Regions from separate parts of the Mus musculus genome. Here region 1 is linked to region 2. Evidence: chromatin contacts called from public Hi-C data. All regions are on one chromosome and are shown on one strand. The core of a region is the stretch at or near the end of the contact, and the rest is flanking DNA. Distances in the headings are between cores, read along the strand shown.

What was found. A called contact is a pair of places that touch in the nucleus more often than the background predicts.
Region 1: a Hi-C map of cortical neurons shows a contact between it and region 2, with 2.2 times the contacts expected there. The contact joins two enhancer-like sites. A contact is called at or near these places in 2 of 484 Hi-C or Micro-C datasets (both in cortical neurons) and 1 of 115 datasets of contacts at active chromatin or transcription factors (astrocytes).

The regions. Positions count from the first base shown.
Region 1 is chr10:46,824,665-46,828,626 of GRCm38.p6, reverse strand. No RefSeq gene overlaps it. Among named protein-coding and RNA genes, the nearest start is that of Gm25650, 12 kb to the left of the region's middle. Within about 2 kb of position 2,431, at least 25 of the 459 cell types and tissues checked have an H3K27ac peak or open chromatin away from gene starts, as enhancers often do. A contact at or near this core is called in cortical neurons, where this site is marked.
Region 2 is chr10:46,004,053-46,008,122 of GRCm38.p6, reverse strand. No RefSeq gene overlaps it. Among named protein-coding and RNA genes, the nearest start is that of D030045P18Rik, 200 kb to the right of the region's middle. Within about 2 kb of position 1,617, at least 7 of the 459 cell types and tissues checked have an H3K27ac peak or open chromatin away from gene starts, as enhancers often do. A contact at or near this core is called in cortical neurons, where this site is marked.

The DNA.
Region 1 (3,962 bases), core at 1,182-3,681, 820 kb before region 2:
TGGGAATTGACCCCAGATCCCCAGTACACTAGACAAACTAAGAGTCTACCAGAGAACCCAGCATTCATATTTTGCTTTCTATTTGTAGACCAAAAAATTGTGGTTATTTACATAAGAAAATCCTTGGTCACCAGGGAGTGGCGCTATTTGAAAGTATTAGGAGGTGTGGCCTTGTTGGAGGAAGTGTGTCATTGAGGGTGGGCTTTGTGTTTTCAAGACCATTCAAGTCCAGAGGCTTTTGTTCTTCTTGCTGCCTGACGATCCAGATGTAGAACTCTCAACTGCTTCTCTATCACCATGTCCCCTGTGTGCTGTCATGCTTTCTGTCAAATGAAAATGGACTAAACCTCTGAAAATATAAGCAAGCCCCAATTAAATGCTTTTCTCTATAAGAGCTGCCATGGTCATGGTGTCTAATCACAGCAATAGAACAATAACTAAGACAAATCTCATTTTGAAACAGACTAATGATTTTGTCAGCAAATATTTCAAAAGAGGGCCAACTAAAAGAAGTATTTAATAATAATAATAATAATAATAATAATAATAATAATAATAATAATAACAAATTAGAGAAAAATATTCCAGCTTTCATAAAACTGAAAACACATTTGATTTTCAGTAAATAAAAGGGTAATAAAAAGCTGGCATATTCTGAGAAAACTAAAACTTGGTTTACTTTCTTTAATAAAATTGTGAACTCTCTTTAGGCTCACTTTAGATCCTTCTATATTGTTTTTGACTTTTAAAATTAAATTGAAATGCTAAAGTTTTGAGCATGAAGCATAAATTTTATTTGACCTTTTAGGAAAAGCTATTTTTGTATATTCCTCAGAAGAGGAATCTGTGTTCTGTACCAATCATGTGCGGACAGGCCAGGTGGCAGATTATTTAGCATCTCAGTCTTTCACCTCTAGAGACCAGGGCTTAAATGTGGCTTAAAAGAAATACCCCAGAGTAATGTGTGTGCATTTTGAGGCCTTAAAATTGGGCTTAAGCAGCAATCACTTGCAGCTGCAGAGATGTTCTTTCAAAAGACATCAGAAATGTCACAGGACAAGACCCAGGGATTTCAATAAAGACATAAAGGCCACCCAGACAACCCAACTGGGACAAAGCTTATCAAAATAATGAACCTACAGGTCTGGAACTCTACTGGTCAATGAAAGGAGCCAAATGGGCTTTAAAAAAAAAAAAAAAAAAAAAAAAAAAAAAGGAAAGGAAAGGAAAGAAGGAAGAAAAATGGGTAGTTTCAAATAGATAAGCTTTAGCAGTAACAGCATCCCTAAAGACATGCAAATGAGATTGCCAAAAAGGAGGGGGGCACTAAAAACAAAAAACAAATAGTGTAGCTTACTAGTGCCCCCTAGTGTAACTTCTGTTCTACTTTATGCAGAATTTGATTCTTTAAATATATTTTAAAGAGAGTAAATAGGGTTTAAAAAAAATAATTGCAAGAGTTACAAAAACCCATGAAAAAGAAATGCAAGATTTATATTTTTAAGTCAGATATTAACATCCTAAATAGCTCAGCAGCATCAAAGCTAATAATGTGATTATGTGTATTAGGATCTAATAGTCTGACATCAGAGATAAATTAAAGAAGGACTGACAGACAGAAAAATGACAGCCTCTTTTCCTCCCATGCTTCAGCACAACAGCTCTCTCCCTGAAAAATGTTTTGCTTCACAGTCCCTCTGTTTTGCATCCTAATTTTATCCTGTGCCAACAAAACAGATTGTTTGCTAATTGATATCATAAAGCAAGACAGCCCAGTGAAGGATGATAATTCCTATTCCAGCCAGCGGCAGCTGATGGGGAGCTTGATAGAAATGCTGTCATTTTCAACAGACTGCCTACAATAGACTTTCCACTGTAAATATAGAGATTTGACAGAAGCCTCATCCACCCACCTTTAGTTTTGGAAATGAAATAATTCTCCTACAATATTCTTGTCACCCACTTTAGTTTTGCTACTTGAATTTTTTTTTCTCCTAAAATATGAATACCATTTGGTCTTTGTCAATTGGTAGACAATTGTTTTTTTTGTTGTTTTTTGTTTGGTTGTTGTTGTTGTTGTTGTTCAAAGTCATATGCAAGCTTATGAAGAGCCAATAAACTCGTCTGACTCTAGAAGGGAATAAAGTAACTGGAGTATGACCTATTATCCCATTAAACATTTGTAAAACATCAGGAACTTATAAAACTTGTAAATTTACTTCACATATTCCTAAATTCCACTGCCACTCTGAAAAGTAAAAATCATTTTCACGGTGCTCTTCCTCTTTCCTAGCAAAATCCTTTGTTCTTAGTAGGTTCAGCTTGTCAACCTAGAGAAGCATAGCAAACAAAGTATTCTGTGTATGCAGGACCTAATGTCATCAAGCATTAACAAATGTCTAGTGAGTCCCTACCGAATTCAGCTGGAGAACAATGCCTGTGTGATGCAAATAATTCAGTTGCAAGTGAGAAAACAAAGGCGCTGAGAGGTGGAGAAGGCAGGGTAATGATGGGATTTTAATAATTCCAGTTTAGCTCTCAAGAGGAGATGCATATAAAGAGGCAATGTACACAAGTCATAATTTGTAGCCATCTGCTTTGCTGGTTCAAAAGAGAATTCATTTTGGCTTTTAAAAAAAAAGTCATTTTTTTCACCTATTTGTACCCCATTACATAGTTTCTCCTTGGCTCTTCATTTTAATTTTTTGCCAAGCTGGAAAAAAAATAAAGAGTAATAGTTGATTCTGAAATGTTAAATCATCAAATAGGCATGTTTCTCTCAAATACTGAATCTACATGTAAGCATGTGTGTATGTGTGTCTTTGTGTGCATACAATGTGCATCTGCCTGTGTGTGTGTGTGTGTGTGTGTGTGTGTGTGTGTGTGTGTGTGTGTGTATTGACCATAGAAAAGAAACCTTAAGGAGAGAAAAAGAAATCTGAAATAGTGGAGGGAATAAAAATGACTTGGAAGCAGCAGGGGAGACTCTGGGTGGAGGAAGGATGGTGGCCTACTTTACTTGCTCTTACTGTGATGAACATCATGATCAAAAATCAACTTGTGGAGCAAAGGATTTATTTGCTTACAGAGGCTATAGTCCATCATCAAAGGGAGCTAAGGTAAGAGCCTGAAGCACAAAGGGAAGGAGGAATGATGCTCGCTACCTTGCTAACTATGGCTTGCTCAGCTAGCTTTCTCATAGAGTTTATGCCCATTTGACAAGAAATGGTACCACCCACATTGGGCTGTCCCTTTCCTAAACAATCATCAACCAAGAATATTCCCACAGGCCAAACTTATGAATGCAATCAGTTCTTCAATTAAGTTTCTCTCTTTCCAGGTATGTCAAATCGCAATGGGGATTAGCCATCAAAGAAAAACACCAGCAAGATGTGGCCTGGGAAATGGAGGTCAATGGGAGAAGCAAATGACCGAAAACATTTAAAACATTTATGTGTATAAAATGCCCGTTGCTTTATATGCTAACGTAAAAAGTAATTTAGAAAACAGCCAAGGTAGAAGAAAATTAAGGAGATTAGAACAACCCTCCCAACCTCTTTTATCATTTAGCAGTAAAGGAAACTGACACCCAGAAATGTGGACTCATGTGTTGACAATGACATCACAAGTTAGTAGCAAAGGGTGAAATAAAGAAAATGTCTACTGTACTATGGGTTTGAAACATAGCTATGCTTTTGGTACAAAACAAAATCTTTTTAAAGGGCCTTTTAAAAAATGTTCAATATTCTACCATTTGAAGCTTAAGTCTCAACAATTTAGTTCTTAAAATGGGCAATGGAGTAGGGCTGAGCCAGGGGAATAAACTGCAGAATGGACTGGAATCCCATCAGAGTTGAAAGCAAATTGTTTTGCAGTCTAAAGTTAATCCTGAAGTAGTATTTGATGGACTTTTAATTAAGCAACAAACATCTATACAATTGTGAGACTGTCAATTTCTATTC
Region 2 (4,070 bases), core at 368-2,867:
ATGCTCACCCCCAATGATATACCTCCTTGGTAAGTCCATACCATACCTCTTAATTCTTCTGAAAGAGTTCCACGAGCCTATTCTTATTCAAACTACAACTACTGAACAGGGCATTCAATGTCTTAATGTGCTGTAATTGTTGCAGAGAAAATATACAGAACAGGAGGGTGGTGGGGTGTGGAAGAAACAAAATATCTTAGAGAGGAGGTGATAACAATCAAAGGACCAACTCTTGGTGAAACTACTCAAGGATGCAGCAGACAATGAGTGCCAGGGATCCGAATGGAACCAGAGTTCTGTTGTGGGTAGAACGTGTAAGAAATGGACCTGATGTCCTTGTGTGGTCTATGATGACTTCCCTTTGGCCAGTGAGAATGCATCATAATCTTAGAAGAACAGTTCCTTTACATGTGAAGACTTACCTCCAAAATGAAATATCATTGTTATCTAAAGACATCCTCTTTGCCAATTAAAGCAAGAGTCACTGTTGAGGCTGATGTTTCATCATGGATTTGGAAGGCTGCAGAGAGCTAGTGTGGAGCTTACAGAACATTTTCTAGCCTTCAAAAAAAATTCATACTGGAAACATTTTTTTGCTTCGTAGGCATCACTGTCCCTCTGGAAACCCAGAGACTTTCTCACTCGCATTGTCAGGATTCTTCTGAGGTCCTGAATAAAGACAGTATCTTAAGGGCAGCTCAGACAGAACCCAGTGAATTCCGGACACTGGAAGACTTCAATTCTTCAGACTATCTATGATCCTTTCTCAACGAAATGTAAACTATCAAAGGGCTGAACTTTCAAAAGTACTGTTCCTACTGTAACTTTCCTCTTTGCACCTCTGCTATGAATCTTGATCCCCCAGGGCAATGGAAATACCTACAGCTGAATAAAGGAAGGGTCAAATACAAGAAAGCACAAAGATTAACATCTCAAGAGATGGTGTGACATTATCTAAGATAATTCTCCTCATGGCAGAAAACTGACATTTATAGAGCAGCTTGGCACTGTGGGGGTGGTTAAAGACACATCTTTAAATAATTTTGTGAGACAGAAGAAACTGGTATGACATCAACCCTGTTAGTAAGACTAGCTCTATTAACGATGTAGGGCAGGTCAGAAGCCACCAGAAAAGCTCTGCAGGTGGCTGTCTTCCACAATTATTACTGTATTTTTAAGAGCACAAAGTACAGTTTGAAACTAAAATTCTGCTCCTACAATTAATAACACATTTATACAGTTATATGGAGCCTTTCACCAGACCTTCAAATACTAGACTTTTTTTTCCTTCTTATCAAAATACAGAGGGGATGATGGCAAGCTGATAAAATGCTCTGAGGAATTGTCTATTCTTTTATCTGTCCTTCCCTGGCCTTCAGTTTGCCAGATTTTTCTCTCTGTGTAGTTTAATTACATGTGAAAGGAATTCAAATAACACATTTGTGCTGTAGCATATTTGAATTAAATGCCAAGAAAAAAAAACGTTTTATTATTTGCTTTTATTGCTATTCATTTGTACATTCATTTGACAATACTGACTCAAGCTGCTGTGTGCTCTCTTAAGCTCCAAGTAGTTTGTATCCCAGAGCGTCATCCAAGCTGCATAATTAGAGGGAAGAAATAGCTTTTCTCTAATGCTATATAGAGACAGCATAATCTCAGCAAGTTCTGTTTCCACCCATTGTGAAGCTGTCTTATATAAATGATACACTTCTTTTTTTATGAATGGTCTACTTCTTGACATTCTGGTCCCAATCAGACATACATGTTCTAAAAGTTAAAATCAGTTGGAAATCATTGATCAGACAAACACAGCCTAGAGCAGTGGTTTTTCAACCTTCCTAACACTGTGACCCTCGGATTCAGTTCTTCATGTGGTGGCGACCCCCAACCATAAAATTATTTTCCTAGCTACTTCATAACCATAATTTTGCTACTGTTATGAATCATAATATAAATATTTGTGGTTTTGGATGGCTTCAGGCAACCCTTGTAAACAGGTCAATGAACATCCACAATGAGGTCACAACCTACAAGTTGAGAACTGCTGGTATAGAGGGAGCTAATTATTACTGATGAAAGTAAAGCCTAGCCAGGAGAATTATTCTCATCTTATTGAAACATGCACATGCAACTACTTAAAGTCGTGCACTGGTATGACTGGAGAATTTCTTCATTCAGCCATCCATTTCCTCACCATCAGCTGGGGCCTTACTCTGAGTAAGAGGCACTAAGCTGTAAAGAAAGACTATCAAAGACCTTTCTTTGATATTGAAAATAGTCTGTCTCTGTTCTCAAATAGGTTCGCCCTTGTGTCTTTGCTCCTGAGGTAGGTCTTTCTGGCATAAGTAAATTTAGCTTGATTTTTGGAGCAAATGCTCTTTCGTCCTAAGTGTCACACTGAGCTGGGATGATGTAGCTTCCTGTCTTCTTTGCACAGGCCCTAGCAAGTTCCCTAACATATGGCCATTCAAGGTGCATTGCCAGCTTTTCTCATTTGTTTTCACTTACCAAAAGTCATAGGAACTACATGAAACCCATGTTTTTCCAGCAAATAAACTCAAGGTCAAGATCACTGGTTAGAGGGTGATCTTGACCTTGAGTTTATTTGCTGCATTGTGTGCAAATTCCTAATCAAGAAAGAAACCCATACATGCAGACTGGGAGATTATCAGTAAAATTGGAAATGGAGAAACATCATCATGTTCTGATAATGAAATTAAGTAAAGAAAGACCACACACAAATGAAGTATCCAAATGACGGAATTCCTTGAGGCTTTGAATATGCTACTGATCCAGGATAGTCTGGTTTATGGAGGTATATATAGTAATAAAGAACTAAGGCAGCTGGGAAGCAAATGCTCTCCCTTCTCAAGTGTCTTACGTTTTCCTTTCTGACAAGGTTGATATATAGGCTATGACTAGGTTTTATATCTTCGTTTGTATATCTGTGTGAAGCCAAGTTCTTTTTCACAAAGACTCTGGCTTGTGTCGTTCATGACATTCTGTGGTGAAGATTTATTCCCTGACCTTATCCTTTGGAAAGGACAACCTGAAATACTGAAGTTGTGGCGTTGGCAGATTATACCATGAGTTATTTCTTTTTCCCAGAGGAAGTCTTACCACCTGAAGGCAAAGGCCAAGAGCAGACCTCACCTGATGGCAATAGCTTTGCCGAAGGGACATTTGAACAGGATCTGGGATTAGAATGCCACAGGAGGCTCTGATGGCAGTCATTATGCAAATACAGAGCTCTGGCAACTTTTTATTCATCTTTGAACCCTTATGACGTATCAGAAGACACTTAACTAGAAAGTCATAATTTGTAAAAGGAAGAACTGTTCTAAACACCACCTTTGTTGGGTTATTTCTAAAATCTTAAAAGCAAAGAAAATACTTCTAAATGAAGTTTTCAAATTATACTCTGTTGACTTTCTAGGATTAAACTTCATCTTTAGAATGTTTTGACATTTCGTTTATATTTCTATTTCTATTTATTTATCCTATTATTTCTATTGCAGTTCCCAAGTGGGATTGAAAACTCCACCCTGACTAACAGACTTAAGCTAACAGGAATGGTGTGTATTTTTAATTCTGTAACTGTGCACTGTTTTGAACTGACTTCCAAACATCAACATGAAAACTGTACCACTTAATTTTTTCCTGAGTGCTATCTTCTTTAACAATTGTCTGACAACTAGCTTCTAAACTCCTCTGCTAACCATAAACTAAACTACATTAAAACTGGAAATTCTGGGATCTGACAAGCAAGGATCTTCAAACTTAGGTAAACAGGATTAAATTGGTTGTTTAACAACAATTCAGTATAGACCAGGATGGCTGGTCTTTGTTCTTACTACCACTTCCTAGAGCAACATCCTGGGCATCTTCATCCTATAACAAAGATGATCCAAAGAGAAAATCCTTATCTTGAGGTTTTATTGCTGTAAGGAGACACCGCGACCATGGGAACTCTTATAAGGAAAACATCTTATTGGGCCTGGCTTACAGTTTCAGAAGTTCAGTCCATTATCATCATGGTAGGATGCATGGCAGCATGCAGGTAGACA